6 separate regions of the Mus musculus genome follow, and regions 2, 3, 4, 5 and 6 are each linked to region 1. A link is a contact called in public HiChIP or PLAC-seq and promoter capture Hi-C data. All regions are on one chromosome and are shown on one strand. Each heading gives the region's core, a stretch centred on a gene start, on an enhancer-like site or on the middle of the called end of the contact. The rest is flanking DNA. Distances are from core to core; before and after follow the strand shown. Region 1 holds the start of Parva (parvin, alpha). Region 2 overlaps Arntl (aryl hydrocarbon receptor nuclear translocator-like). Region 3 holds the start of Arntl (aryl hydrocarbon receptor nuclear translocator-like). Region 4 has its middle 21 kb from the start of Arntl. Region 5 holds the start of 4930543E12Rik (RIKEN cDNA 4930543E12 gene). Region 6 has its middle 11 kb from the start of Gm40452.

What was found. Promoter capture Hi-C pulls out the DNA fragments that hold promoters and counts their contacts. HiChIP or PLAC-seq counts read pairs in DNA pulled down with a chosen protein or histone mark.
Region 2: a contact with region 1 is called in a FOXA1 HiChIP or PLAC-seq map of pancreatic cancer cells. The contact joins the enhancer-like site here to the promoter of Parva in region 1. A contact is called at or near these places in 5 of 39 promoter capture datasets (cranial neural crest, embryonic stem cells, hippocampal neurons and 1 more), 8 of 115 datasets of contacts at active chromatin or transcription factors (cardiomyocytes, embryonic stem cells, extraembryonic endoderm stem cells and 3 more) and 1 of 9 other capture datasets (embryonic stem cells).
Region 3: a contact with region 1 is called in an H3K27ac HiChIP or PLAC-seq map of stem cell-derived neural progenitor cells, with 3 times the contacts expected there. The contact joins the promoter of Arntl here to the promoter of Parva in region 1. A contact is called at or near these places in 5 of 39 promoter capture datasets (cranial neural crest, embryonic stem cells, hippocampal neurons and 1 more), 7 of 115 datasets of contacts at active chromatin or transcription factors (astrocytes, embryonic stem cells, forebrain and 1 more) and 1 of 9 other capture datasets (embryonic stem cells).
Region 4: a promoter capture Hi-C map of embryonic stem cells shows a contact between it and region 1, with 3 times the contacts expected there. The contact joins the enhancer-like site here to the promoter of Parva in region 1. A contact is called at or near these places in 4 of 39 promoter capture datasets (cranial neural crest, embryonic stem cells and hippocampal neurons), 6 of 115 datasets of contacts at active chromatin or transcription factors (embryonic stem cells, epiblast stem cells, extraembryonic endoderm stem cells and 2 more) and 1 of 9 other capture datasets (embryonic stem cells).
Region 5: an H3K27ac HiChIP or PLAC-seq map of cardiomyocytes shows a contact between it and region 1, with 8 times the contacts expected there. The contact joins the promoter of 4930543E12Rik here to the promoter of Parva in region 1. A contact is called at or near these places in 9 of 39 promoter capture datasets (the 3T3-L1 cell line, cranial neural crest, frontonasal cranial neural crest and 4 more), 9 of 115 datasets of contacts at active chromatin or transcription factors (cardiomyocytes, embryonic midbrain, embryonic stem cells and 4 more) and 1 of 9 other capture datasets (embryonic stem cells).
Region 6: a promoter capture Hi-C map of embryonic stem cells shows a contact between it and region 1, with 2.6 times the contacts expected there. The contact joins the enhancer-like site here to the promoter of Parva in region 1. A contact is called at or near these places in 3 of 39 promoter capture datasets (cranial neural crest, embryonic stem cells and hippocampal neurons), 4 of 115 datasets of contacts at active chromatin or transcription factors (embryonic forebrain and embryonic stem cells) and 1 of 9 other capture datasets (embryonic stem cells).

What each region holds. Positions count from the first base shown.
Region 1 is chr7:112,425,790-112,430,470 of GRCm38.p6, reverse strand. Parva (parvin, alpha) reads right to left here and starts at 2,765. Exons shown (of 13, transcript NM_020606.5): 1 at 2,371-2,765. The coding sequence starts at 2,506.
Region 2 is chr7:113,251,767-113,256,447 of GRCm38.p6, reverse strand. The region is part of intron 2 of Arntl (aryl hydrocarbon receptor nuclear translocator-like); the gene reads right to left. All of the region lies in intron 2 of Gm33721 (a long non-coding RNA gene), which reads left to right. Among named protein-coding and RNA genes, the nearest start is that of Gm33721, 7.6 kb to the left of the region's middle. Within about 2 kb of position 2,502, at least 22 of the 459 cell types and tissues checked have an H3K27ac peak or open chromatin away from gene starts, as enhancers often do. A contact at or near this core is called in pancreatic cancer cells, where this site is marked.
Region 3 is chr7:113,204,708-113,209,388 of GRCm38.p6, reverse strand. Arntl (aryl hydrocarbon receptor nuclear translocator-like) reads right to left here and starts at 1,924. Exons shown (of 20, transcript NM_007489.4): 1 at 1,745-1,924.
Region 4 is chr7:113,183,832-113,188,512 of GRCm38.p6, reverse strand. It overlaps a transcript of Arntl not described here. Among named protein-coding and RNA genes, the nearest start is that of Arntl, 21 kb to the left of the region's middle. Within about 2 kb of position 1,907, at least 109 of the 459 cell types and tissues checked have an H3K27ac peak or open chromatin away from gene starts, as enhancers often do. A contact at or near this core is called in embryonic stem cells, extraembryonic endoderm stem cells, pancreatic cancer cells and 1 more, where this site is marked.
Region 5 is chr7:113,139,579-113,144,259 of GRCm38.p6, reverse strand. It overlaps 4930543E12Rik (RIKEN cDNA 4930543E12 gene), which reads left to right and starts at 2,245. Exons shown (of 6, transcript NR_045978.1): 1 at 2,245-2,441; 2 at 3,271-3,366.
Region 6 is chr7:113,036,801-113,041,481 of GRCm38.p6, reverse strand. No RefSeq gene overlaps it. Among named protein-coding and RNA genes, the nearest start is that of Gm40452, 11 kb to the left of the region's middle. Within about 2 kb of position 2,096, at least 43 of the 459 cell types and tissues checked have an H3K27ac peak or open chromatin away from gene starts, as enhancers often do. A contact at or near this core is called in embryonic stem cells, where this site is marked.

The DNA.
Region 1 (4,681 bases), core at 1,516-4,015:
AATCTGCGCATATGCCGAGGGTGGTTCTCCACTCCATGTGCTCTGCCTTCCCCGTGACGTCAACTCGGCCGATGGGCTGCAGCCAATCAGGGAGTGACACGTCCTAGGCGAAATATAACTCTCCTAAAAGAGGGACGGGTTTCGTTTTCTCTCTCTCTTGCTTCTTACACTCCTGCTCCTGAAGATGTAAGCAATAAAGTTTTGCCGCAGAAGATTCTGGTTTGTTGCGTCTTTCCTGGCCGGTCGTGAGAACGCGTCTAATAACAGGTCAACGTCACATCAGACTCCAAGAAAGTAGTGGACACACACTGGTAAACTTTGGACCAATAAAAACGTTTCTCAAAGGTGCTAGCAGTGGGATGGGCACTGCAGGCCAGTTATGAGCTTCAGTAATTCTAAACTGCCATCTGTCAGATGGATGAGCCCATACCAGAAACACAAGCTAGAAAAAGGACTTCCAAGCTAGGATCTCATGATCATTTGCCCACACTACAACAATTAATGGTTTACCAGCACACCTGCCCACTATTTTTGCGTCTGTGGTATCAGAGACCTATGGCCAACTGTGGTTGCAAAATACTGAATGAAAAAAATTTCAGAAATAATTCCTAAGTTGCACACCATTCTGATTAGCATGATGAGATTTTGCTTCACTCCAAACCTTCCTTCATTCCTGGGATAGGAATCCTATGGATACACATTGTATACGCAGCCTTGGTAACTTAGTAGCCATCTTTGTTATTGGCTCAAGTATCAGCCTGACTGTCTCAGCACTGCAATGCCTGTAATACTAAGTACTATCTGTTGTTATTATTACCATTATTGTGTGTGCATGATGCATGTATGTGGGTATTCTGGCACAGGTCAGAGGTCAACTTTGTGGAGTCAGCTCTTTTCTTCTACCTTACATAGGATCTAAATCCCCAGTCTGGAGTGGCACGTGCCTTTACCCACTTAGCCATCTCAGCCATGTTAACCTCTTACTGTGCCTAACATACAGGTTAAACTTTACCATATACATGTCCAGGGAAAAGCACACTATATCAGGCTCAGAAGAGCTCATAGTATTGGCCATTCGATGAGCATCCTGGAGTCATTCTGTTAGAAATAAGGGGGGACTAGGTACAACAACCACTTGGGGGTGAGGTGATTTTTAGATTCATGCCACAATCTAGACAACAGACACTTAGCTCATGCACTGAGTTTGCTAATTAAACACCAAAGTGCTTTCCATACTTCAGGAGACTAAGAACATGAGACATTTCCTAGTTCATCACCTCAGACCTACTAAAGTAAACTCCTGAAATGATCTGGAGACTTGGGCTAGAAACACCGTGTCGGTAAAACACTTGCTTAACATCAGAGTCCCTAAGATCAACCCCCAGTACCACAGAAAAGAACAATCAATTAACACCAAGCTGGGCAGGCCTGTAATCCCAAATACTTTGGAAGCCGAGGCAGGAGGACCACAAAGTTCTGCCTGGGCTACACAAGACTAAGCACAAGGCTAAAGAGTCTCAAAAGAGAAAGAATAAGACCGCGGTGCTCACGCAGTAGACCTAAGGCCCTCTAAATCCAATCCCAGCCATGCCAAAGAGGAAAACATTTTAAACCCCTTTTTATTCACACACCTATCGCCACATTGATTTTTAGAATCATCACTGCATTTCCTACGCCCAAATGTGAGTTGTAAATTCTGCCTACGGGGGAAAAAGTACTTTCCACAGAAACTATTCTGGAAACAAAAAATGAGATTGCTGCAATTCACTGTGGTGGGAAAAAGAAATCTTTTCTTTTTCTTTAAATAAAACTTGGAATGGAATGTCCAGGTTCACAGCAGGGTCACAGTCCTTAGGTGTAGTGAGTTTATCTCACCATTCCTCAATCCCCCCCCCCCCAACTTCGGCACGTTCTTCTCTCAGTCAGTCAACTAACATTTTATACAGATCATCAAAGTCCACACAAGTCCAGGGAGCCCGCGAGAGATCCAAGGAGGCCATTGCAGCTGCAGCAAAAGACCTGAAGGCGCCCAGGAAACGACGGCGCAACAGACCAATGAAGGCTGAGAGCGGGGAATGACGGCGCCCGAGAAAACTTTCCAGCAGAAACTTGGCAAATGCCAGTCCTCGGGCGCGCAGAGGGCGGGGACAGCGGCCTAGGGGAGAGCACAGGGGACCGGCTGGGCCTGGGCTCTGGGACAACAGCCACCCAAAGCCTGGGCTCCGCCTGTGGACCAGAGATGACACCGACCCGGTTAGGGCTTTGGAGGCGACATGGGGACACTGAGAGGCGCGCCCAGGCACTGCCAGGGGGGTCTCCCACTTCCAGGCTCCCGATCCCTGCAGCGCCCACGGCCTCGGCTGTTCCTACCTTCTTTGGCTTTCTTCCTCCGGGCCAGCGTCCCTCCGAGTTTCCCCAAGAACGAGTCATCCTTCTTGCGGGACGGAGGCGACTTGGGAGTGGGTGATTTGGGGACCAAGGGCGACTTCTGTGGGGATGTGGCCATGGCGGCTGGACGCGGAGCTGGAGCTGGGCGGCCGCGGCGGGCGGCGGCGGGACTGAGGCTGCGGCTTTCCAAACGGAAGCGGAATTATTCCAGGCATTTGAGGCAGCTCGCTCGCCTTTCCCGTCCCTCGCTCCCTCCCTCGCGCCGCCCTCCGCCCTGCGAGGAGCTGCTGCGCCTGGGGCCCCCGTGCCCAGGGCTGCCCTGGCTACGAGGATGCCCTGGCTTGCCGCTTGCTGGGGGCTATAGACGCAGGGGCAAGTGCATGCTAGGGGGACGTGAGGTCTTATCTGGAGCTTGGAAGCCTTCACTTCTCTGCTTTGCATACACACACACACACACACACACACACACACACACACACACACACGCGTCAGAATCCGCAGGGAATCAGCCCTGTGACCCTATTTCCCAGCTGCTGCGGTCTCTTGCTCTACCTCCTGCATGGATGGGTTCCTATACTGTTAGTACTTTTGTCTCACAAAGAAGTCAAGGATCTAAAATGGGCTCTGGTCCCAACAGACTTCCCGTTCAACTTCTGCATGAATCTGCGGACTTCCACCTTCTCCTGTCCACACTCAAACAAAGCTGGAAGTCCACGACGGCAGACGCTCATCTATCTAGCCAAGAGCAATAGAATTAGTTCCAGACTCTCTTGACCTGACGCTGGAGTCACACCAGGCAGTTTTAAAGATTCATGCTGGAGATGTTTAGGAGTCCTGCGTACTTTTACTGTGCTTCTTCGTCCTAAGTTGTGGCTTGACCATCTCTTTCCCATTCTTTCAGGATACCTTGGTCATACACCAGCGGGAAGAGTTACATAACTGTTTCCACAGCTCTTTCCGTGATGGGGCATAAACAAATATCTATGTCTCCTTCCCAGAGCACCACCACCAAATTACCTTTTCCCTGAAATCAAGCTTGGGATCCAATGAGTTTATCAGACTTACAGAGCCTGGGGAAGGAGTCACCTACAGGAATGTGGGCGGGCCCCAAAGCAGCTGCACTACTGCAAATTTCTACCCCAGGGCGGATGACTTCCCCTAACTGTCTAAATGGAATCCCCTTCAGCTAATCTTCAACAGACTACTACTCTAACACCTCCAGTGACCACGTGGAATTAGGACAGAATGACCTAGTAGGGTTACAAGAGGGAGTGGCCAGAATTGAGATGAAAATTCAGTGACTGTCCCTGCTCCATCCTTCTATAAGGGAACATCAATAAACAGGGTCGGTCTCTAGGTCAGGAGTCGAGTGGGAAGGGAGGTCGCAAGTTCTCACATCTGCTTAGATGAAGATGGTGGCTGTCTTGCTCTGAGGAGGGCTTTCCACATGTACACTACACACACTGATGGAATCTGACTGAACCTCTGACTCAGAGGGAGCAAGATTTTGAACTGAGCTGGAGAAATCGGTCCAGCAGTTGGGCACTAGGTTGTGATCTAGTGCCCAGCTAGGCAGCAGTGTCTGTTCTCAGCCAGAGGCACGTGTTGATGAGTGACATGCATGTTGGTGATGAGAATGTGTGTCTTAACTTCCTTCCTATTGTTCTGATAAATCCCAGAACCGGAAGCAACCTAGAGAGGAGAGGGTTTATTTTACCTGTAAGGTAGCAGTCCATCACGGAGGGAAGTCAAGGCAGGAGTCTGGAGGCAGAAATCGGAAGCAGAGACCATGGAGAAATACTGCTTACTGCCTTGCCTCTCCTGGATTCCTCAGTTTGCTTTATTATACAACACAGGACCACCTGCCCAGGGGTGGCACCATGCATAGTGAGCTGGGCCCTTCCATAGCAATCATTAATCAAGAAGATGCCTCTCGGACTTGCCAATAGGCCAAGCTGATAGGGGGCATTTCTCAATTGTGGTCTCTTCTTCTCAGATGTCTCTAGCTTGTGCCTGGTAGACCAAAACTAAGCAACATAAAATACACTAGGAGGGACATGGGGATATAGGGCAGTATCTGGTGTGTGTGTGTGTTATGTGTCACGTGTGACACTCCAGGCATCCAGAAATGAATAAAGACATTTTCTCAAGAGGCCATGTGGGTCAGAGGTGCTTTGACACATCCATAATGCCAGCACTTGGAAGTGAAGACAGAAGGGGTTTAATGTCATAGTCAGCTATATACCTAGTGAGACTGTCTCAAAACAAGACCACATGATGGTCTCGACATGGA
Region 2 (4,681 bases), core at 1,253-3,752, 830 kb before region 1:
TAAATTAAAAACATGCAGAAATGATTCACTTTTGTGTAGCATGAAGTCCGGCTCCAGGCTCAGATCACAGACAGGGATGCTCACCACACATTCAGCAGCTGTGTGGATGGACAATCCGGCCTTCTGGAAGGATTATCCTTCCCACAGATGGCCTTGTCTGCTCACAGCACCTACCAAGCCACCCATGCATTTCCCAAATGCCCTCCAGGGGGCGTGTCACCCACTCAGAGCTTCATACTACAGCCCTCCTTTTTTCAACTGACAGGAAAGGCCTAGAAATTCAGATATTTATCCAAAGCCAAACAGAAAAATCAGTAGCTGACAGGATTTGAAGAGAAGGAGGAAGAGGAAGGGCTCGTGGAGGAAGAAGGAAGTCACCAAGCAAATATTTACTCTAGAGGCACCAGACACTGTGGCAGGCATTTTCCATAGTACGCAGCTTTCTGCTGCAGGTAGCGAGCGCCCTGTCCACCTCATCCTTTCAGGTGACGACACAGCATTTCAGGGAGGTGACTCCTCTCTCTCCCCTGGAATCCACTGTGGGGACTGTCAAGCAGATCTTACCCAGCCCTTAGGCACCGCTTCAAGCTGTTTCCTCTGCAGATCTCAGGGCCCTCATAGGCTGATGTCTCTATAAACCTGACTGGAACACACGGAAAACAGCTCACCAAGAGAAAGATGGCCTGGTCCTGTCCTGTCAAGCTCCCTTCGAAGCTTTTGCCTACACTTGGGGCAGGGCCTGAGTAGACGAGACACTGCAGGAAATGCACACTGAACTCCTGCCTCCCACATTAAGGAACTTACGGGATTGGTGGCCATTGAATCCCCTTGCCTGGACATAGCCAGGTTGCTCTGAGAAGACTGAACACTGTGTTAGAGGTTTGTAGACACTGTTCTCTGTTGTCCAACGTTAGACACGAAGGCTGTGAGTAGCCACTTTAACAAGAGGCCCCCTGTCTGTCCCACACAACCCATATCTGTCACCTTGACCTAATCCCATCACCTCAGGAGTCTTGTGAGACCTGGCTGAGCCAGGATGACCCCACCGCTGCTGACAGCAGAGGCCTCGGTCCTTGCAGCCTTTCTATCAAAACAAACTCTGAAGAGGTTTCAGGGAAAAGGGCTCAATTCTGGCTCCTGACAAATGACTTCTTGCAAAAGAAGTCAAGCAAGGCTATCCCAAGGCTACTTATGGACTTATTTTTAGCATGATAGACGGAAGACTGTAGGTTACTGGAGCACCAGAGCTCATAGCATAGGCTCGGAAGTCACTGCCAGGGGCCCAACTCCAACTCTGAACCCGTCCGTGCACCTCCATTCCTCCCTAGTGAAATGAGGCTCCTGGCAGTGTGTACTCAAGTACAAGAGCCTGAGGAAGATGCTTAGAACACTGAACACACAAGGCAAGTGCACACTTGCTTACCACCTCCTTGTTACTATCAGACTGACTGCAAGTCACCTGAAGAATGGCTAGAGGTCTGTACCCACATACAGGCACATATATGAAATATGTATATATGTGTGTGTGTGTGTGTGTGTGTGTGTGTATTTGTTTTTGTTTTTTTTCCCCTCCAAAGGGATCAGAAAGATGGCTCAGAGTGCTGTCATGGTTTGAATATGCTTGGCCCAGGGAGTGGCACTATTTGGAGATGTAGCCTTGTTGGGTAGGTGTGTCACTATGGGAGTGGGCTTTGAGCCCCTCAAGTCAGTCTTCTACTAGCAGCCTTTAGATGAAGATGTAGAACTCTCAGCTCCTCCTGCACCGGGCCTGCCTGGATGCTGCCATGCTCCCACCATGATGATCATGGACTCAACCTCTGAATCTGTAAGCCAGCCCCAATGAAATGCTGTCCTTAGAAGAGTTGCCTTGGTCATGGTGTCTCTTCAACACAGAGGTAAGACCTTAACTAAGGCAAGTGCAAACTGCTGTTTTGCAAAGGACCCAAGTTTGGTTCCCAGTACCCACATTGGATGACTTGCAGTTACCTCTAACTCCAGCTCCTGAGGATCTAATACCTTCTGTCTGCTGCTGGCATCTGTGCTCACATGCTCATAACCACACAGAGATACACACATATGCACATAAGATAACTCCTAAAGGAATGGTTGGAGAGACACATAAGAATAGAGAAGAAGAGACTAGGAGCTGTGTTTTCCTGCTTGTGAAGTGGAGCCATGCCAGGCCTACAGATCTTTGTTCTGTGTGGCTACAAGGGGCAAAAGTAGGTCAAGGAGGGAACACTGGCAAGCAGACTGGAGGTCAGAAGAAAGAAGAAACTTCTACATGCCAACGGTGTCCGGAAGAGGGAATGGATGTCTGGTGGCTAGGTGCCTGAGGCCATAAGATGGCCCATCATGTGCCATATAGGCAGGCTTGCCTGTACCAGTCCGAGGCCAGGGAAAGTGACCTCGGATGCCCCTTCCACTGAAGCACCTATTGCTTCAATAAACTGTGAAAGTACTGATGGCAAGGGTGTGGCTGGGAGGCCTAAGGAAAGCGGGGTGGACTTTGGACTGGCAGTGGCACACACAGCCCTCCCTCGGGCTTTCACTTTCTGCAGTCACAGCACCAGTGACCAGCTACGGTTCAAAGAACCAAACACATTTCCTAAATAACCACTGGGGTGCTGGGGTAGCATCAGAGTGAGGCCTGGGCTAGGACATCATCCTGTTGACTTTCTACTTGGGGGACTTCAAGTCAGCTTCATTTACTGGGCTGATGGTGGAGGGGGCTCAAGTACAAAGCAGAGGGCCAGCCTATCTCACATGCTCTGATGGGCCCTGGAAGCCAGGACCCTGACTTCACTTACAGCATCCTCTCTACAAAGGATCCAGGGTTCTTCACCTTCTGCTTTTCCCCACTGCTTCACCACACAACCACAGACACATGCCCTAGGTCTTACCAGTGGGTACCTTCTGGGCCCACGTGCACAAAGCAAGTTCCTACGACAGAGACAGAGAAAAGACCAGGAGCAAGGGGGAGGGTGGTGGAGAAGAGAGTACTACTCCAACAGTGGGTATCTAGGGAGCACTGCTGCCTTTATAAACCATAAAACTAAAAATAAATTTAGAACTAGGGACTATTTGCCAACAAATGTTGTTTGTATTGAAACAAAACAATTCAAGAAAAAAATTATATTTCCTGAACTATAGCTAGTGGACCATTTTCCAAGTATTTCCTGTACTCGTTTCTGGTCATTCACATAGTCTCAGCTCAGTCACTTGAGAGTGGCTGTGGGTGTCAGACAGGGAGAGAGAAAAAGACGGCACAGAAACAACTCTGGGGACACCCAGGTACTCCGTTTGCCTCTAGCAACATCTGGTGACATTAGGAGGATCTCTGGCTAGGCTGGCTAAAATTCCACTAAGTGAGACTGTACTTAGTAAGCTAGGCTGCTGGATCTGCCCACAGCTGGATCTGCCCAAGCCCTGGCAGGGCAGTTCAAGCCTCTCCATTCCTCTATCCTTTACTTCATTCGACTGTAACCAAATCCCACAGTTTTGGTTACAACTTCCCCCATTCACCAAGAACCATTCCTCACCTCATTGTTCTTCTCCTACCAGCTTCACTTAGGCCTTTACCTCTTCCTCTAAGGTCTAAGGAGGCAGGTTGGCCTGCCTCCTTCCTCTAAGACAATGGCCTCCAGCATTGTCCACTAATAGTCTCTTAATAGTCACCTCCTTCGGAAAGGTCTCTGGTGGGCCCCTGCCCCTCTCAGCCTCAGGGCAAGAAAGAGACACAGGTTTCACACACCAAGTCCAGTTCACTGGCATTAGTGACCAGAAAGAATTAACCTCTGCTGAGGTGGGGTTGGCAGGACTCATGCTACCCACCAGCTGTCTAACAAAAAGGCACTCTGTGGGACCCAGGGTGCCTGGTCCTGGCTATGCACCAGTTGTTGGCTCTCGTCTATAGCCCTATGCAATTCCCTCAGGCATCCCTAGAGTCTCAGGGTCCACCCCCACTGTGCCCACTGATGTCTGCCCCATGCGTGCCTCCTCTACATGCACAGCACATGTGCTGCACCTGCTTCCACGAGGAAACGTTACAGCGACCATAGAGCTTCTCTGTGGGAGGGGACGTCAAGGATCAACCGAAGTCACCTTTGTCAGAATTCCCATTCTTGTCATCCCTAGCACATGACTAATGGTGTCCATTGTAACTCATTCTTCCTACCCATCAAAACTATTCAACTCCCTTAGTGTCTTTGTCTTCTAGGATTGTGACCCCCACTCCACCCCCAGAGGTGCAAAACACAAATCAGTTTAGTCATTGGTCCTGAGTGTCTGTCACACAAAAGGGCACTGTTGGGAGCTTAGGAAGCTTGGAGCTCCCCCCACCCCAGTACCCCTTCTGCTGTGACTTACTTTAATCTGGGCAGCATCCCCTCTGGAATAGTGATTACAGTATGGTGGGACTGAACCTGAGGGTCTCTGCAGATCCTCCTGGCTTTAGCTACAAGACCACAGCCAAAAATGCACAGGCTTTGGGCTTCCTGAGACTACAGGGTAACATTCACCCAGTGCTGGGCCCACAAGACAACACAACCCCAGTGGTTCCTCAGGGTGGCACAGATCTGCTGCTGCAATGAGCCAGACTCCTGAAATGGGTGGTTAGAATATTGGGATCTGTGTGTGTGTGTGTGTGTGTGTGTGTGTGTGTGCAGCTAAGTATAAGGGA
Region 3 (4,681 bases), core at 675-3,174, 780 kb before region 1:
AATTTCAAATCTGCCTAGAAAATTTCTAACCCTTCTAAATATGTTCAACAACCCATTTTAAAAGACTTAGCAATAATATAAACCCAGGAACAAAGAATAAACTTAAGGATTACATTTTGTATTTAAAAATATATCTATATATATATTGGAACTTCACTGGTATGGGAATCAAATTTAACAGCAGCGAACCATCCTCCCCTCTTTCTTGCAAGCACAGGGAGCCTGAGATTATTCAAAACTGCTCAAGAGCAGCAATGATTATTTTAAGCTCATGATTCAACTAGTACATTAATTAGAAAATCCACCAACCCAAATTGACAGATCCTGGTATCAATGGGAACTTAAGAATAAAAATAATAGTTGTTAAGTAAAAATAGATTGAAAGAGGGCACAGCAGCAAATGTGAAAAGGAAAAATGACAAGCAAGAGCAGTAGGAAAAAAAGCATTTAATGATCAGTTTTCCTGGACATAAAAACAAAACCCACAACGAAGATCTTGGCAATACTGGTACTGTCAAAAAGTAATTGGTCGTGATTACAGTCTCTGATTTTTGGAAGTTAGGTGAGAAAACTTGATTAATGATTTCTTACTTTAAAAGTAGCAACTTAAGACAGGAGAGGAGCCAGATCTCAAGGGGTCAGAGGGTCAAAACTAGGCTAAATGTAGGGAAAGGACTGGAGAAGGTGCACCCCGAACAGGTAAGGGGCGATCATGTCAGCTTGGCCAGCGCAACTCTGACAGACACACACACCGGTGTCCAACGCACTCATTTCCGAACACAACCCGCTACGCGACCCCGGGGATGGCTTCCATGTGCGCCCCGAGTCTGCCTAAAATTCTATCTTTGACTTCTCCCTGCAAACCCGAGCACCCCAAGCTGTCTACACTGGGGTAATCTCCAGTGGAAACCTTCCTCTTCCCCGATTATCTGTCAAACCCGCATCGGAGTGAAGCCTCTGCTGCGCACTCCTTGGGTCTCTGACGCCTACCGGGCACAGGGCACAGTCCCCACGCCATCGGGTACCTACTCCCAGACCCAACGGGGAAGACACATCCTCCAGGACCACCCAGGTACCGGACAGCGCAGGCCCGACGGCTGTCCGTGGGCCTGGTCCAAGCCAGCCAGGGGATTCCCGGGGTCCGCGCCAGCCCCAAGACAGGCCATAGGGACGTACCAGTACGGACTCCCCGACTTGACGGAGACGCCCTCCCCGCCCCCACCCGGCTCCCGAGGGAGAAGTGTAGAAGGGTTGACCAGGCAAGCGCCGCATAGCATCGTTCTGCCCGCGTCCCGGCCATCTCCTCGGGGATCCAGAAGCTCCCGGGGATGTATCCCGGAGCTCTTCCCAGGTTCGGGTCATTGCTGCCACCCGGTACTGCTGTCTCTTTAAGAGGCCGCTGGCCGCCCCCTCCCGAGCCAGGTGGTGATGCCCGCGCGGGGAAGGTGGGCGCACCCGCTGACAGCGTCCCAGGGTCCCCCCAGTCCTCCCCCGCCCGCTGTGCAGCCCAGGCGGGGAAGATGGGGGTGCGCGGGAGCGGCGCCTTTAAGGGGCGCAGCCTCCCCGAGGCTAGGTGGGGGCTGGGAGCCGCACGGGCCCTTTAAGGCCGGCAGCGGGCACGTCGGGCAGGGCTCCCGGCGGCCCGGCTGCGCCGCGGGCGGGGGCGGTGCGCCCGCCCGGGAACTCGCGACCCCCGACGGGACGCCCCGAGACGGCTGCTGCCCGCAGCCATGCCGACACTCACCGTGGCTCGCTGCGAGCGCCCGCGCCCGCACCCGCACTCGGATCCCGCGGCGGCGGCGGCGGCAAGTCCGGCGCGGGTAAACAGGCACCTCCGTCCCTGACCTACTTTCTGCCTTCCCTAAATGTCGCACCACTAACCTACTTTCCGACCAATCCGCTCCCCGCCGGCCCAGGCCCGGCCCCCCGCCCACCAATCGCTGTGCCCAACCCCCCTTCCCCGCCCACCAATGGAGGAGCCGCGCAGCCCGGATACCTGCCTCTTCCCGTTAGCCAATCAGAGAGAGCGAACGGAGTTGTCTTGGCGGACAACCCAAACCAATTCGCGTTCTGCTCTGCGTTAGGCTAGCCAATCGAGTGACCGATAGGAAAGCCTCTGACCAATGGCAAGACGGCAGGGCTGGTTTACCTGCTACTTTCCCTTCACCAATCATTTGGCGCACAGAAGCACACGCCCCGAGGAGTGGACCAATTGGCACGCTCTGTGGATTTCTTGCCCCAGCCCTCGGTTTTCCCCCTCAGGTCTAAAGCTCGCTGAGGCCACTGCGTTGCGGACTCTGCGAGCTCGCCGTTGTCCCCTGCTCCTCAGCCGCGTCCCTGGCTAGTGACTGCCTCTCAGCTCTCCCTCCTCCTCCGTCCCCTTCCTGGCTCGCAGAACACTGAGAAAACGCCGCATCTCTTCGCCCATCCCTCTCCAGCTCCATCTAGGAAACCACATTTTAGGAACACAGAGTGACAGAACCTTCCTGAAACCCCTGGCTTGTCCTAGTCGGAACCACAGCGCTAATAGCTAGCGCATTTAGAAGACTTTTCCTTCCGACGACTAACCGGATCGCGCGTTCTTTTTTTTTTTTTTTTTTTTTTTCTCTTGACCTCCAAGCGTCCAGTGGAGCTGTCATTCCCGATCGGAAGAGAAGTCTCCCGGGGGTGGTGGCGTAGTCTGTAATTCCAACCCTCAAGAAGCTGAGGCAGGGGCATAATCGCGAGTACTGAGCTAGCCGGGGCCACAGGGTGAGACCTGAGCAAGATTCTATTACATGTTATGGACATGGCCCTAGCAAATGTACTTTGCAAAAGTATCAAAGGAGCGGGAAAGAAAGAAAAGTTGCAAAGTTGTTTGTTTGGGTGGTTAGTTGTTCTGTTGTAGCCCTAGCTATCCTGGAACTCCTGTAGATCATCAAGCTGGCTTTGAATCCAATTCACAGAGATCCGCCTGCTTTTGCCTCCCGAGGCACCACCTGCTCAGAGATTTATTTATTTATTTTTAAAGAAAGAGACAGAGAGAGGGGAGGAAGAGGAGGGAGGGAGAAATAGAGAGAGAGGGGGAGAGGGAAAGAAGTTGTCTTGTTTCTACCTTCAAACAACTGGCAAACCTTCTAAATGTTAAACTTCCTGATAGCAAGGCCACTTCGTCCTTTTTGAACCATGTGTGCTCCCTCCCCTTTAGCATGTGCTGGAGGGGCCTGGGTGGGGTGTTGGGGATAGGGCTGACACCCAGAAAGTACTCTGCAAATGTGGGCTGGATCCATGAACAAATGGGATCAAAACACTCGACTCACTTATGTGAAGTGGACCAGCTCGTGTGACTATAGAATGAATTCTAGACAGGCAGGTTCCTGGGACACAAGGCAGCATTTCAATGCTTATAAAGCCATGACCCATGTCCAGCCCTTTGCAAGGCACACAGCCTTGGTTGAAATGTGAATTGGCTTCAAGACCAAAGAACTTCATGGGTAACTTCCCACTTCCCCTGAGTTTCAAAGCAGATTTATTCTTTCTCTGTCCTGTTCTGTGAAGGAATCTCTCTGTGTAGATGGAACTTTAATACAGCATTAGAAAAGATATTACTTACAAGATGGAAATGTGGGCTGGATGCTGACCTAATTAAATGGACTAATAGCTAGCTAAGTACCAGTAACCTGAAGATGCTGGCTGATGCATCCCACAATATCTCTCTACCGTGTTGTGTGCCGGGCATGTGCTAAAAGCTTTCCCTCCTTTTTTTTCAACCCCTGTATCCTGACAACCACCCTGTGCAGAAAGCAGTTCTTACCCCATTCTACAAATAAAGTGTCAGTCATGTTCTAAATGTGGCTTCCACGCTAAAGGCTCACATCAGGCCAGTTACCAAAAAATGGTGCAAGGCTCTCAACTAGGCCCAGACTCAGGATTTTTACCCATGTCCTGAAAGAAAAACTAGGAACTTTGCATTCATTTTCCAGGTAACAGAAAGCCAACAGAGGAAGAGATACTACTTAACACCAGCCAAATTTGATAGGGAACAATGGGCTCCTTAATAGGGTCCCATCTTGGGAAGCCTGCTGTTCTTAGACAGGGTAGGGCAGAGGTGTCTGAACAGATGCATAAAAGAACAAGATGGGAGCCCTAAGTCACACACAACTCAGTCTCAGTCCACAGAGATTTGTGGCTGCCCAGAGAAAGAATGCTGTCTCCGGACAACCACTGAAAGTCTAAGAGAAAGCAACATGGGCTGTCTTGATCAGTACCCACATGGAGTTGCCTGTGACTGAGACTTGGCAAAGAAAAATTATCACTGTGCACAAGGAGAGAGATCAGGATGTAATGAGACTAGAAACTATGCCACATGAGGAAAGATGAAAGGAAACAGAAGTTTTTGCCCCGGGGAGTACAAGGTAGCTTTCTTCACATATTTGAAGAGCTGTCAAATAGAGGAGAAATTAGACTTACTCTTTGGGGCCCGGAAGGGATGGAAGGACAGGATGTGTGGGTGGAACCTCATTGGAATCAACAAAGAGAATTTTATAGTAACTCTAGCTGCCTCTGTCTTGATGATACATTGTCCTACTACAAAAAAGGTTCACCAAGGAATAGCTGGCCAAACCGGGGATGGGGGTGGGTTAAGACTCTAGCCCTCCATGTGCCTTGATTATCTTCTTTTTTATCTTGCTTTTTTCTACCA
Region 4 (4,681 bases), core at 658-3,157, 760 kb before region 1:
TTCTCTCGTGCCCTCTCTTGCTTCCTTTCCTCTGTCTCCATCCCTCCTTCCCCCTTGCCGTGGGTTACTTATTGAGTATTTACCATATGCTGCTGGACCTTGCCTTCCTGGAAACTTCAGTCCAGTAGGGTTGAGGGGAATGGGGGCGGGGTGGGGGGGACAAATACACTAGTGACCAAGCAGATACAGTAGTTGGCACATCTGACTAATGCTGTGAAGCACAATCAAACCCAGCTGTGCTATTTTTCTCCTGATATTACCAAATACTTAAGAAAGCAGCTTAAGGGGAGAAGGAGTTCTTTTGCCTCCTGGTTTGAGACACAGCCCAATGTGGAAAGGAAGGCATAGCAGGATCACTATGAGGCCACCAGAGCCTGCTGCTGGGACTCCTTGCCTTCTCCCAACTCAGCAGGACAGGAAGCAGAGACAGGGTAGGAAGCAGGGCTGCACTATAAGCCCCAAGAACTTCTCTGCCTGTGGCTCACTTCCTCCAGCTAGGCCCCCATCTTCTAAAGCAGCACCATCAGCTGGGGATCAAGGGTTTAAGTTCATAAGGCTTTAGGGCAGTAGTTTGCAACCTATGGGTCATGACCCCTTTGTGTGTGTGTTGGGGGGCGTATCGAATGCCCCTTTCACAAGAGTTACCTAAGACCATTGGAAAGCACAGATATTTATATCACAATGTATAACATTAGCAAAATTACAGTTATGAAGTAGTAACAAAAGTAATTTTATGGTTGAGGGTCACCATAATATGAGGAACGGTATTAAAGGGTCACAGTGTTAGAGAAGTTGAGAACCCTTGTTTTAGGGGATATTTTACATCCAAACCAGAACAGGGGCCTTGTAGACAACATCAAAGGGACTTCCAGGGAGGGCTTCTGTGGGGAGGCAACCTTAAATAGAGACCTGTGGTGATTGGATAGAGCAGTGTGTGTGTGTGTGTGTGTGTGTGTGTGTGTGTGTGTGTGTGTGTGTGTCTGTGTGTGTCTGTGTGTGTCTGTGTGTGTCTGTGTGTGTCTGTGTGTGTGTGTGTAGGCCATGCAAAGCTATGCAGATGAGCAGGGCTTACTCAGTTGGTGGGAAAGTGGAGAAAGTGGAGGTTCCAGTAGAGAACCAGGCAGGGTAGGTGGTAAGGGGCCCAAAGAGCATGGGAGGAGTCTGACCTTCAGAAAGACTCAGTGAGCTCCACCTGTCCGTTTATTCTGCTCTTATAGAAAGTATAGAGAACCCAGAGATCTTGTCAGTGCTTTCTGGAGAACAGATTGGAGAGACACGTGAGAACCAAGTGAATTCACCATTGTCTGCCAGTATCTTCTTGATGGAATGCCTTCCTTATCAGGACCAGTATTCTTCCTTTTAGCCTAGATCACTCCACAGCACAGTTTTGAGGAATCTCGGGCATCAGTAAAAGGGCAGTGAGCGTCAACAACACATGGCAAGGCTTCCTAGGGACAGTGGTGAGTGGAGCTTATGATCACCTACACGCACCCCTCAGCCACTCTATTGTCAACTCTCTTTCACAGGCAAGGAAAGAGAAGTGAATGGACTTGCCCAAAGTCATGCAGCCTCCAGGAAGCAATCAGTAAATAAGGGGCTCACAAAGATTCCCAGTAAACCAACAGTAAGATTGCATCTTCCCCTCTGACCGTACCCATTGCAGAACATAAAAACTATACAAAATTATGTCGGATAGACGATGAACATTCCTCATTATTTGGCCCCTGGAGTTCATTGTAGTTTGTCACTGTAGTTTCTCAGGCCACGAAGCAGCTGGTCCTTTCTGAAGTTCACTCAGAATCAGGGCAGATGGGGTCACTTTCTTCTATCACACTCCCTCCAGGAAGTCGGTGCTGGCTACAAAGGGAGCCACACCCATCGGGAGTGGACACATCATCACTGCTCAGTAAGCAGGGGGTAAAACCCCACCCCTGCTGACAATAATAAACCCAGTAGGAGGAGGGCCAACCCCCTTCCCAACAACTCAGCAAAAGAAACAGATCTGGTTGTTCTGCCCCTCGGGTGTCACGGCTCAGAGTGTCATCGGATGGGCTCAGAGGCTCAGCCCATCCCAGCAAAATGATATACAGGTGTCCTTTTATAATTCCAAAGAAAAATAGAGGAGGCACTAATGTTTTGCTAAACCCTATAGCACAAAAGGTGGCTTTCCAGGCCAGCTAGGCCACCCTCACTGTCAAAACTCATTAGCCTTCTGGGTGAACTAGCTTGTCTTTTTTTAGGACCGGAAATCAAAAGGGAAGGCTCCCCTCCTATTCCAGGCGTGCCGGAGGAATTACTCATGCCCCTTAACCTATGACTCACACAGGAGTCTAGGAGAGTGTTTCCAAAACAGGCCAACAATTAGAAAAACAAAGCAACTGATATGTGACAGATAGTTGCCCCATCTGGGTGGGTGGAGTGGGGTCAGTACCTAGGTGGGATGCGCTTTCCCAGAGCAGCCACTGGGCAGCAGACAACAGTGGGCAGAAATTGGGACAGTCTCTGGAAGTAGAGATCCATGCTTGTTTTCAGAGTTGTGAGGGGTTCAAATTCACTGACTTTGTGAGTGACTTGAAATTATGGCATCTTTCTCTCCAAAAGTCTCAAGGGACCAGCGTGCCATCTCAACGTGCTGTCTGGCTATCTGCAGGTTCTGGCTGTTCCTCTGAATGGCAGAGGCTTTCCCAAACTGAAATATTAAGTCAGTGAGAAAGCACAGCTTAGGAAATAGCTCAGTTGGGAGTGGATAGTCTCCGGGGCAGGTGAGAGGTCGGCTTTTTTGTGGCTTCTCTGGGAAGGACTCTGAAGCCAAGTCTTAGCTCTGTCTCAGCTGAAGGCTTCTCCTTGGCAGGGCTTGGGGGTGTGCAAGGGCATCATCAGGTCATGGCCTCACTACCCAGAGTCTCATCCCTGGAGATAGGGCAGGTCCACGGGGTAGTGGGGGATGAGCAGTGATGGATGGCTCTGCTTTCTCTGCTGCACTGATCTAAAGTCAATGATATAAGAGACCAGGTTGGGGGCTAACGGGGAAGATCTGGACGAAGATCTACAGAGGGTCTCAAACAAGAGTTTTGCCTAGCTTCTGCTATTTCACCCAGCAGCAGAAGGCTCTTCTGAAACCCAGATATGCTCACCTCTCTCCTCTCAGAGTCCTTTAAATTAAGGTACACACCCTCCCTTGAGAAAACCCAGTGGTATTTCCAGGCCAGGCTGTCCTACAGTCCTTGACACTGATAGACTCTCAGCCTCATTGCCAGCCATGCCCTGGACCTCTAACCACATGGTCCAGCTGCTTCCTGGAAGCATTGGTGGTTTCAGGCTCTGTATCTTTCCTTCACACTGTCCCTTCAACCTGCAGTGACACTCTGTGGACCTAGAACACTGCTCTCCTGCTCAGGCAGGGTCAGCTTCTTTGGCACTTTCCACTGGTCACTGGGTTCATGGCTCCCTGGCTGAGCTCTGCCAGCCTTTCTGACAGCCATACTTGCCTTGTACAGGACTAGTTTGTACGATCAGTTCTCAGGGTTGGGGGGCTTGAAATTCCCCAGGAAGGAGCTGCAATTATTCCATCTTGGACTTTGGAAAAGCTTACAGCATTGAATGGCATGGGGGAGGGTCTTCTTTGTTCTGTTCAGAGTGGATAAAAGTTTTAGGGAATTGTGACATGGTGGTCTGGGTGTGGTCCTCCTTGTACATGCCAGTGTGGCTTTCCATGTGCATCACAAAGATTTACTCAATTTTAAGAGGATAACAGTTTCAAGGTGCATCAATATCTGCATTTAAACTCAGAATAGAGTCTCTCTCTCTCTCTCTCTCTCTCTCTCTCTCTCTCTCTCTCTCAGTTTAGGGTAGTATTAAGTTTGTAATAATGTTAAGTACAAGTTACAGCAAGCCCACTAGTTAGCAGCTGTGTACAGGAGGTGGCCCCCAGGCCCCCTGCAGGACTAGGTGATCTATAGAGAGCCTTTAAGGGCAATTTTGAGTAGCATTCTGGAAAACGACTATACTCTTTTTAGCCCTGTACCGTGCTCCTCTCCCTGCCCTGAAAGTCTCTGTCCTTCCCTGTAACTCCTCATCAGATTGGTGCTAGGTGTCCTCCAAGCTGCAATGTAGACACTGCCTGGACAAGCCTCCCCGGGTGCATATCTCAGCTCTGGAAGAGCGGTCTTCAACACCCTCACCAATGATTTAACATAAGTTACCACTCTTGTCTGCCTCTCCCATTGCCCTGAAAACAATGGAAGGACTAGGACTCACCTGGGGTTTGTTCTGCACTGTGAAGTTTAAATTTTACTTTTTAAAATTATGTATGTGTGTGCATGTGTGTTTGAGCACACACGCATGCCATCAGAGGGTGGAAGGGGACATCTGATCTCTTAGAACGAGAGTTACATGTGGTTGTGAGTCACCCAAATGAAACCCGGGTCCTCTGCAAGAGCAGTATGTACTCCTAACCACAAATCTTGTGTGTACAAAAACGGGTGTTCCTGTGTATGACACAGTGCACATGCGGAAGTCAAATGCTCCACCTTGTGTGAGCCGGGTCTCTCTTGGTTTTTACCTACACATGTAGCAGGCTAGCTGACCTACAAACCCTGGGTGATTCATCTGTCTCCACCTCCCATCTTATGACAGCAGTGCTTGGATTGTGCACACATGCCACAGCACCCGGTTCTGGAGA
Region 5 (4,681 bases), core at 996-3,495, 710 kb before region 1:
TGATGTGGAAGTATAAGGCAAATAAACCTTGCCTTCCCAAGTCGCTTTTGGCCGTGGACTGAATCACAGCAACAGGAAACCAACGGAGACAGCCACCATGCCTGGCTTATGAGTTTATGGGAATGGATCCCCAGCTTCGTGCATGTTAGGCAAGCAGTCTTACAACCGAGCAACATCTCAAGCCTCGGATGATGATCCCTCTTCCTAAGTGATCCTGGCTTGGCAAAGGGTGGAGGGGACACAACCAACAACAACTTGGAACTGAGTCCTGGGCTAGCCTCTGCTCCTTTGATCATTTTTAAGGATACCCATTGTCACTGGTGGGATTGAGAGCTCTGGTGCTCCATGAGAAAAGTGTGGTTTCAGAGGGAGCATAGATGGACTGGAGAGGGTGAGAGCAAAGGGTGGAAGGCAGAGGCTAGGGTCACATCCTGGGGCAGAGGACAGAGCATCTGCCCGGAGACACCTGAGAATGACATTCTCCACTTTGCTGGTTCCCCTACATCCTTCTCTCTGTGAATGGCCTAAGAAATTTAGGTCATGTGCGCCACCTGCTGCCCAGATTGTGAACGTCATGCCAACATCCCGACTTGTTTGGGCAGTTTCCACCCAGCTTCTTCTCTAACCAACTCTCCCTTAGAGCATGCTTGCCCAACACGAGTGGATATGAACCCACGGCAGCTAGGGTGACTTCGGCTTGTTCCATCAAGGTTTCAACCTCTCATTTTAATGAATGTCCTAGGGAGGCTGGGGAGACCCTGGAGTAAGCAATAAAAAGATGATTCTGCAACCCCAGAGCTCTTAGTCTACTTGGGAGGCTGAGTGTGAAACACATAAGCAACTGATTAAAGTGTCAACATTGTGATAGAGACAACAAGGACTTGGAGAGTATCGTGAGGCCCACTGCTGTATGCTAGCGAGGTAATGGTGTTTATCTGGCCCTGGCTGGCTTTTCAGGTGGGTGGAATGGAATACACAACATTTGAGGATATTTAAGCATTTATCACCTCTTCTGGAAGCAACAAGAAGTGACTGTTTATACTCTGAGACAAGTCCTCCCAGGCATTTTGAGATGTGTTTGTAGGTACATCTTTGGAAAGGGTGTGTCTGTCTGCCATTTGCCTTCATTTGCTACACATCTTATTTTAGAGACCCCCTTGTCTGTTGTTGAATGAAGAGCTACCTTTTTAACCCTACAGAGTGTTACTTTAATTTCAAATGCTGGCCATTTTGTTTTCTAGTATCTTGCTGTTACAAATGGCATGACCTCTTCACAGGGCCTTGAGGGACTACAGGGAACAATCAGTAGCAGGTAATATTCAGTGGCCCCAATTCCTAAGTGCTGAGGATGTGACACAGTTGGTATAGGATGTGCAGGACCTGGGTTCTATCCTCGGCACAGCATTAAACTGAGGTTGGTGATACATGCTTAGACTCCCAGCCCTCAGGAGGTGGAAGCAGGAAGATCAGAAGTTTAAGGTCATACGGCTACCTAGCAAACCTGAAGCCAGCTCCGGCTACATGGGGACTTGTCTCAAAAAACAAAACAAAACAAAAAACAAAACAAAACAAGAATAGCAATCACTGGACAAATGACTCCTCTCAAACTGCACAGCATCCCATTGGTCCCACTGCTTGATGTGCTGTTGTCCCCTCTTCAATGGCCTCTTGGGTTCATATTCAGTTTTCAGCTTGAAAACATTTTCATGTATTTCCATATCAAAGATTCCTAGAGATAAAGTTGATTGGCCGAACAGCATCTACATTTGAATTATAACTGACACATTTGATGATCCTCCCAGGAGACACTATCAAAGAGGCTACAGGAAGGAGACCATAACAAAGAGATGGCACCAAAGTGACTGACACTCCTGCAGCTCAGTCTTCAGAAAGTAATCTGCCTTTGACCTTGGTCTGTCTTTGACATTGGTTTGCTTTGTGCTTAGTCCACACGTGCGATTTTTCTCTCCCAACAACAGCGACCCAGAATAAGTGGAATGAGCTGCTCTTTACAGCAGTCCTCTGAGACCAACGTTGTTCCTACCTTTGTTTCACAAATAACAATACAATCCCCAAGGCTAATCAAAGTGCAGGGGAGCTCGGTTTTTATCTGCTGTGTCCCAGGTAGTCAGAACCCAAGCTAGAACTTGGGCCTCTGGGATCGCTGAATTCATCCTACTACTCTGTTGCCAGGCAACCTTTCTTGCTTTTGACTCTTGTACCAATGCTACTTGTTGCCATGGCAGTGCTGGGACAAGGAGCAGTAAGTTGTAATTAAGCGGCAAGCTAGGAGAAAGGGGCTTTTATGTCCTTGTGTGGGGGTGGACAGGAGAAAAAGCTCCTGGCACTGCAGTCAAGGTGCAAAGAGGGACACGGGAAAGAGCAGGTTGGTGGCTGGGGCAGGTGCTCGTCATAACCATCACTGAAAACTGTGTGTGCTGGTGAGTTTTTGTCACCTTGACACGCACTAGCATCACCTGAGAAGAGGGAACTTCAGTTGAGGGATTGCCTCTATCACATTGACATGTCTGTGGGTATTTTCATGATTAACTATTGATGTGGGAGGGCCCAGCCCACTGTGGGCAGTACCACCTCTTGGCAAATGGTCCTAGGTTGTGTAAGAAAGGAAACAGAGAAAGACGCAGGGAAACCAGTAGGCAGCGTTTCTCTGTCTTCTTTGCTTTACCTCCTGCCTCCAGGTTCCTACCTTGAGTTCCTGCCCTGACTTCCCTCAGTGATGAACTGTGACCCATAAGCCAAATAATCCCTTTCCCCTCCCTACGTTGCTTTTAGTCAGTGTTTTGTCACAGCCACAAACCAGAAAGGAGAATACCGTGTTTTCCCAGGGATGCTGTCCTTGCCCACATCTTGTCTTGTCAAGGATGGGTGTTCAAGGCTGGGAGGTGGCTCAGTGAGGAGAGTGTGACACACATGCAAGAGAACCTGGATTCAGATCCCAGAATCCATCTCAAAGCTGCGTGTGGTACATATCTACAATCCCAGCACTGGGGGGTTAAGGGTGGAATCAGTCAATTTCAGAGTTAATTGGCCAGCCAATCTAGCTGGATCTGTGAGTGTCAAATTCAATAGAAGACTGTTTTAAAAAAAGAAGATGGAAATCTAGGTGTGGTGGTTAGTGCCTATAAGCCAACCTGTGGGAGACAGAAACAGCAGGATCAGTCTGGGTTCTATGAGACCCTGTCTTCAAGACCCAAAATGGTGGGGCTGGAGAGATGGCTTTGAAGATAAGAATTCTTCCTTATCTTGCAGAGAACCTGGGTTCAATTTCTAGTACCTACATCCATCCAGAACTGCAGCTCTAACTCCAAGGATCTGACTCCCTCGTCTCTTCTCCCAGGGCATCAGGTATGCAAGCAAAACACTCATAGACATAAAAAAACTCTTTAAAAAAAAAACATATGTTAAACCTCCAAAGCACTGATGATCAATCAAGTGGAGAACAATTAAAGATATTTGTCATTGACCTCTGACCTCCCCAAGAATGTAAACACAGGTGTACATGCAACTGAACACACAGTATATACCCCATAGGAACATCACAGGAACACGTGCATAGATCACATGTATACAAAAGATCAGCACCCAATTTTGGTGGGCCTGTCTTCTATTGAACCCAGAACAAACAGGGTAACATTGCTACAGCACCCTTCTGGCTTAGACAGACCTAAGCTCCACGTCAGCTTTTATTGGTTTGTGCTTTTTCTTGGTCTTCAGTCTCCACGCCTTCCAGGAATGATGGAGGTGCTGTGTCTGTTGAGTGAGAAGTGGTGCTAAGGCCTGAGAGAGCCATGAGTGGAGCCAAGATGAACGACTCGCTCGGTGACTCGCCTGCCTGTTCTTTTTTGGAGGCTCTTGCAGAGATGAAGCTCCAAACATCTTTAGCACTCTGTCAGTCAACCGCCAAGTTGAGAGAATCCAAACCCTCCTTGTGTTTTTGTCTTGGGAGGAGAATGTTCAAAAAGCAGATTTTTGAAAAGATTTTAGAAAGTGAAGTTTCTAGCTGTGTTATCTGCCCCAGGGATGAGTCACACTGGTCGTGGGAGGAGAAGAAAAAGTGTTTTTCAAGTCGGCACAATGAAGATTGCATGATGCAAGTGACTGCAATCGCCTCTTCGATTGAATCCAAGGGGAAACAATTCTTTTAATTCATTCACTTGACTTTTTGAACACATCTTCTATGTCAAGACCCATATGGAAGGCGAAGACATGAATAGAGCTTGGTCCCTGCCCCCAGGGGAAAGGCGTCCAAAATAATTACAGCCACTACTCCAGGGAGGTCCGTGGCTAGAGATGTGGTGCCCCCAGTGGGAAGCCTGGGCTTTGGTGGGGAGAAGAAACTGGAAATGGTTGAGCTAAGCCTTAAAAGACCAGGGCAGAGGGCAGTGGACAGCGGGCAGTGGGCAGGGGGCAGCAGGCAGGGGGCAGTGGGCAGTAGGCAGGGGGCAGTGGGCAGTAGGCAGGGGGCAGTAGGCAGGGGGCAGTGGGCAGGGGGCAGGGGGCAGCAGCAGGGGGCAGGGGGCAGTGGGCAGCGGGCAGTGGGTAGGCTGATAAGGAGAGCAAGGATGTGGGTAGAGAGCCATGGAAGCAGGAAAGAACATGTCTTATGCGGGGCACCCACCAGGCAGTAGGAGGGACAAGCTGGAAAGGAAGCTGGCTCAGC
Region 6 (4,681 bases), core at 847-3,346, 610 kb before region 1:
TGTAAGAGCTGGCTGGGTGCAGAAGAGATGCTCCCCTCCCCTCCCTGGCCCTGCCTTTTGCTGCCTTTGGAAGGTGGGAGAGTTGGCCCTGCTGCTTGCTGGCTACAGCACTGGGGAGAGTGGACCAGCACTTGCCTGGACGGCACAGTAGAACTAAACCTGGTAGTGTAGGGTTGGGTGGTGTGGGCCAGGGTGAGCTGGCCCTGCCCCTCACCAGGGCAGTGCTGGAGAGCTAGCTGGCCCTGGTGACATGAGTGCCAGAGAGCTAGCCCCAATGGCCTGAGCATAGGTGAGCCAGTCCTGACCCTTGCAGGCTGCTGCAGGCAGGAGAACTGGCTTTGCCCCTCACCTGGGCAAAGCAGGAGAGCTGGCATTGGTGGCTGGGGCACAGGAAAGCTGGTGGGCTGACCAACTCAGCCATCACTCATGCTCAGGTCCAGGGCTTTGGTTTTGCACATCCCAACATATCCCCATCTCTGAACTGCTGGAGCATGTGACCAGCCGTCCTGCAGAACCAAAGCTGCAGGATTTTCATGACACAGGGCAGCAACAGGATATCTGAGAAGAGTCCTGGTGGAGATCCAGTATGGATGGTGTTGCAGAAGCCAGAGGCCTCCAACCAGACCCATGACTCATTGCAATGAACGTTTGCAAGGTAAAGCTGATGTGTTAGAATGGTGGTTCGAGTCTAAACAGCACACTAGGCCAAGGCAGTTCCAGGTGGGAGAGGTTTTATTGGAAGAGAGAGACAAGGTAGTGGCAGAAAGCGAAGATGGGGAGAGAGAGTGAGGAAGGGGCTTTCTCCTTATTTATATGGAAAATGACTTAACACAGGTAAAGGTGGGAGGTGAGCCAAGTGGATGCTGGGAATATGGTGCCTGTTGTCTTGGCAACTGATCTGCAGGTTGCAGGTTGTGCTGTCACCTATGTGATGTCATAGGTTTGGGATGTCCTGATGCCAACAAAAGCTGTCTGAATAAAAGGGCATAGCACACTACAGCTTCCACCATGAGATCTTCGTTGTTGTTTTGTTTGTTTCTTTAGTTTAGGGTTTTTGCTTTCTTTTCTTTTGGCCAGAGATTGCGAGGGCAGATATGAAGGGGCAGGGAGAAGAGTGGGGTTGGGGTGCATGGTGTGGAATTCACAGAGAATCAATAGAAAGTTTAAAAAACACAGTTTTCATTGCACCCCTATAGTTTTTATTCTGTATCTACTAAGATTGTACCGAGCTACAACAAGAAAGAAACTGACAGTCAGGTGTCATGGGGTAGAGTCTCTCCCCCACACCTGTCTTTCTGCTCTGTCACCTTTAGATGCACGCTTTCATCCACATCCTTGTAACTTTCGTGTGACAGATGGCTGCTGCCCACCAAGGCTCCAGCTCACATTAAGGGAAGAGACAAGAAAAGCAGCTTTCTTAGAAATCTGTCTTAGCAGAATGGTGTTGGCTTGCTGACCATGACCCTCCCCCACCCCCACCTCAATGCAAAAGACTCTGTGATGGGGAAAGCTGAGACAAGGGATGTCTCGATCTGACTTGTTTGTTGACTGTATGAAGCATTATTGGACCAGCCATGACACTCATGAGCATGTCACTCATGGCTGCTTCTGCTAGGACAGCAGGACTGAGCACCAGGGACGTGTGCACCCTATTCACTGTGTAGGATCTTTACAGAAAAACCTTGCAAATCCTTCAGCTAAGGGAGAAAGAAGGGCAAAGCAAAGATATTGGAAAACCACAAGGGAAAACTGTAAGAGAAAAATCGGATACAGTGCAGGCCTGTAATCCCTGAAGAAGAGGCCCTCCTCTGAGGAAGGCAAACTGATTAAATATCCACACTCCACAGTGAAAAGGGCAGAAGTTGGAAAAGCAAAGAAAAGCTAATGCCTTCCTGAAAGGTTCCAGGCCCTGCTGACAACCACCCGGAAGCTAGAAGGTCAGTGGTTTCCTCTTCTACTCCTTTTGTATTCCCCTATTGTTCTGTGCAATGGGGACAGACTGTAATCTCCTCTGGTTTCTCACATCCCTCCAGGGTTCTTCAGGAGGAGAGTCAGAGGCTGGGCTGCTGAAGAAAGCAGGCCTCCCTCCCTTGCCTTGCAAGTGAAACCAAGAGGAAATAGTTCTCAATGTGTCCTAGCAAGTGTGTTGTGGTGGCTGACCAGATGGCAGTGGCCTGGGGATGTGTACTACAATTTTTTTTGTCACAGGGGCTGCTACTATTCTAGGCTAGGTCCTCTGGAAGGGTCTGGGTCTTGACTTTGACCATGAAAGATGAGCCTTACCACCCTGACAAATGAATGCTGGTGACCACGCTTGACTTGAAGCAAAAGAAATCCATGTCTCAGGCAAACATGTTGTAATACTCTCCTGCTAGCCTCTTGACCCAGTTATATGGCATGATGCAAGAAAAGGACAAGCAGCCTTCGGCCACCAAGGAGCAGGACCCTTCCCCTTCTGTGGCTTCATAATTTACATTTCAGATGTTTGAGGTCATAGTTTTAGACTGGGGCTAACTTGGGAGACTGAGGGAAGAGGATATTAACCTTGGGTATAAAATAAAACTTTCTAAAACCAGGTTAATGTGGGGCTGGAGAGATGGCTCAGTGGTTAAGGACATTTGTTGCTCTTCCAGAGGACCCAAGTTCCATTCCCAGCATCCATATCAGACAGATTACAACTATCTGTAACTCCAGCTTAGGGGACCCAATACCTTTGGCCTACACAGGTATCTTCTCCCTCTCCTCTCCTCTCCTCTCCTCTCCTCTCCTCTCCTCTCCTCTCCTCTCCTCTCCTCTCCTCTCCTCTCCTCTCCTCTCCTCTCCTCTCCCTGTGTGTGTGTGTGTGTGTGTGTGTGTGTGTGTGTGTGAGAGAGAGAGAGAGAGAGAGAAAGAGAGAGGAGAGAACAAATGAAGCATAATAAAAAGTTGAGACCAACCATTGACTCATAGCTACAGGGAATCCGACTCCCTTGTGCCTGCCGAGGTGTGATTTCAAAAGTAAATCTTATAAAGGAATGTCTGGGAGCCTCATCCAAAGTCTGAATTGTGCGCTTCTGTGGAAGCATGAGTCACTGTCGCTGAGGTGGCTGATACTGACTGACAGTTCAATCTCGGGCTCTTGGTTACCTGGGAGACAAGCTTGTGGACTCCTGTAGGAGGGAGTGTTGACATTGGGTTAACTCAGGTGGGATAGCCCACCCTAAGTGTAAGTGACCTCATTCCCTCGCTGGGGTCCGGGGATGAATAAAGAAGATGAAGTAAGTGGACCACCAGCCAGCATCCCTCTCTGCTTCCTGAGTTCAGACACACTGGCCAGCTGCCTAACACTCCTGCCGTGGTAACTTCCCCGCCATGATAGAACCAGGATCCAAAGGAAAGACTTCCTTAAGGGTTTGTTGAGAAAAGCAGTTGATGTGGTTTTTGAGTGGGAGAGAAGTAGCCCCACAGGGAAGGAAGTGGTGTGGCAACTGTACACGTAGCAGTTAGCAGAGAACTTGAACTTTGTGCAATGGCTGCTGCCAGCGTCTCTACTCTTCTCTAATTTATACTTATCAAAGTCTCCTTCAGAGGCAACCCAACCCCAAACTTCCCCATTACCCTGGCTTGGATTTATCCAGCCTTCTGCCTCTATATGGAAACAGTACACCTGTGTGCGTGCATGCATGCACTCGATCACACACACACACACACACACACACACACACACACACACACACACACACACACACACACCACTGTTGTGATAACTGCCATTGCCTTTTCCCACCTGCCAGACTTCAAGAGAATCTGTGAAAGCACCATACCCCCAGTACAATTCTTGGCACATCACAGATACTGAATCCAGTTGTGCATTTAACCCCAAATTCTCTTTGCAGGTAGCTGTGGTCCTTGCCTGGGGCAGAGACTGAACCAAGATAGCAAGGACAGTAAGGCAGGGCTGAGTGGCTGTTGTTACTTTTAAATCTCTCTGCATGTGTGAGCACATGTGTGTGCATGTGTACCACATACACATGTGTGGAGGTCAGAAAACAACCTGGAGGAGACAGTGCTCTCCTTCCACCCCTGGCTCCAGGCATTAAACGCAAGTCATTCGGCTTATTCTACAAGTGCTTTTGTACGCTAAGCCCTCCTGCCATCTCCCGGCTGGGTTTTGAGGGCAAAGGAGGCGATAGTGGGATGAAACATGACAGGGAGCACTCTGGGAAGAGAAAGCATCACCGTTTGTAAACACACTAAGGAGTGCCAATGTGATGCCTCCAAGGACTCTGCCATGGAGGAGCAAAAGCTGGGAGAGGACAGCCTGAGCCAGACTGTGGCGAATCCTCTGAGCTACTGGGAAGGCTCCATCCTCCAGAAGAGGATAGCTGAAGGAGAGAGAGAGAGAGAGAGAGAGAGAGAGAGAGAGAGAGAGAGAGAGAGAGAGAGAGAGAGGGAGAGAGAGAGCGCAGTATGGTAGTATGTGAATTTCAGTATGTGTGCTTTGTCTGCAGGGTGGGCTGTGGCTGGATGGAGCAGGGGAGCCGGGTGGTTCTGATGCAGTACAGAGATCAAAGGCCGAGTGTGGAATGGAGCAGTTAGGTTAGCATAGCCAAGCCTTAGGATTGCCGTCCCTGGACACTATTAACAGCATCCAAGGAGATGCTCTAGGTAACATGGCTTGAGGAATTAGGGAGAAAGTGTT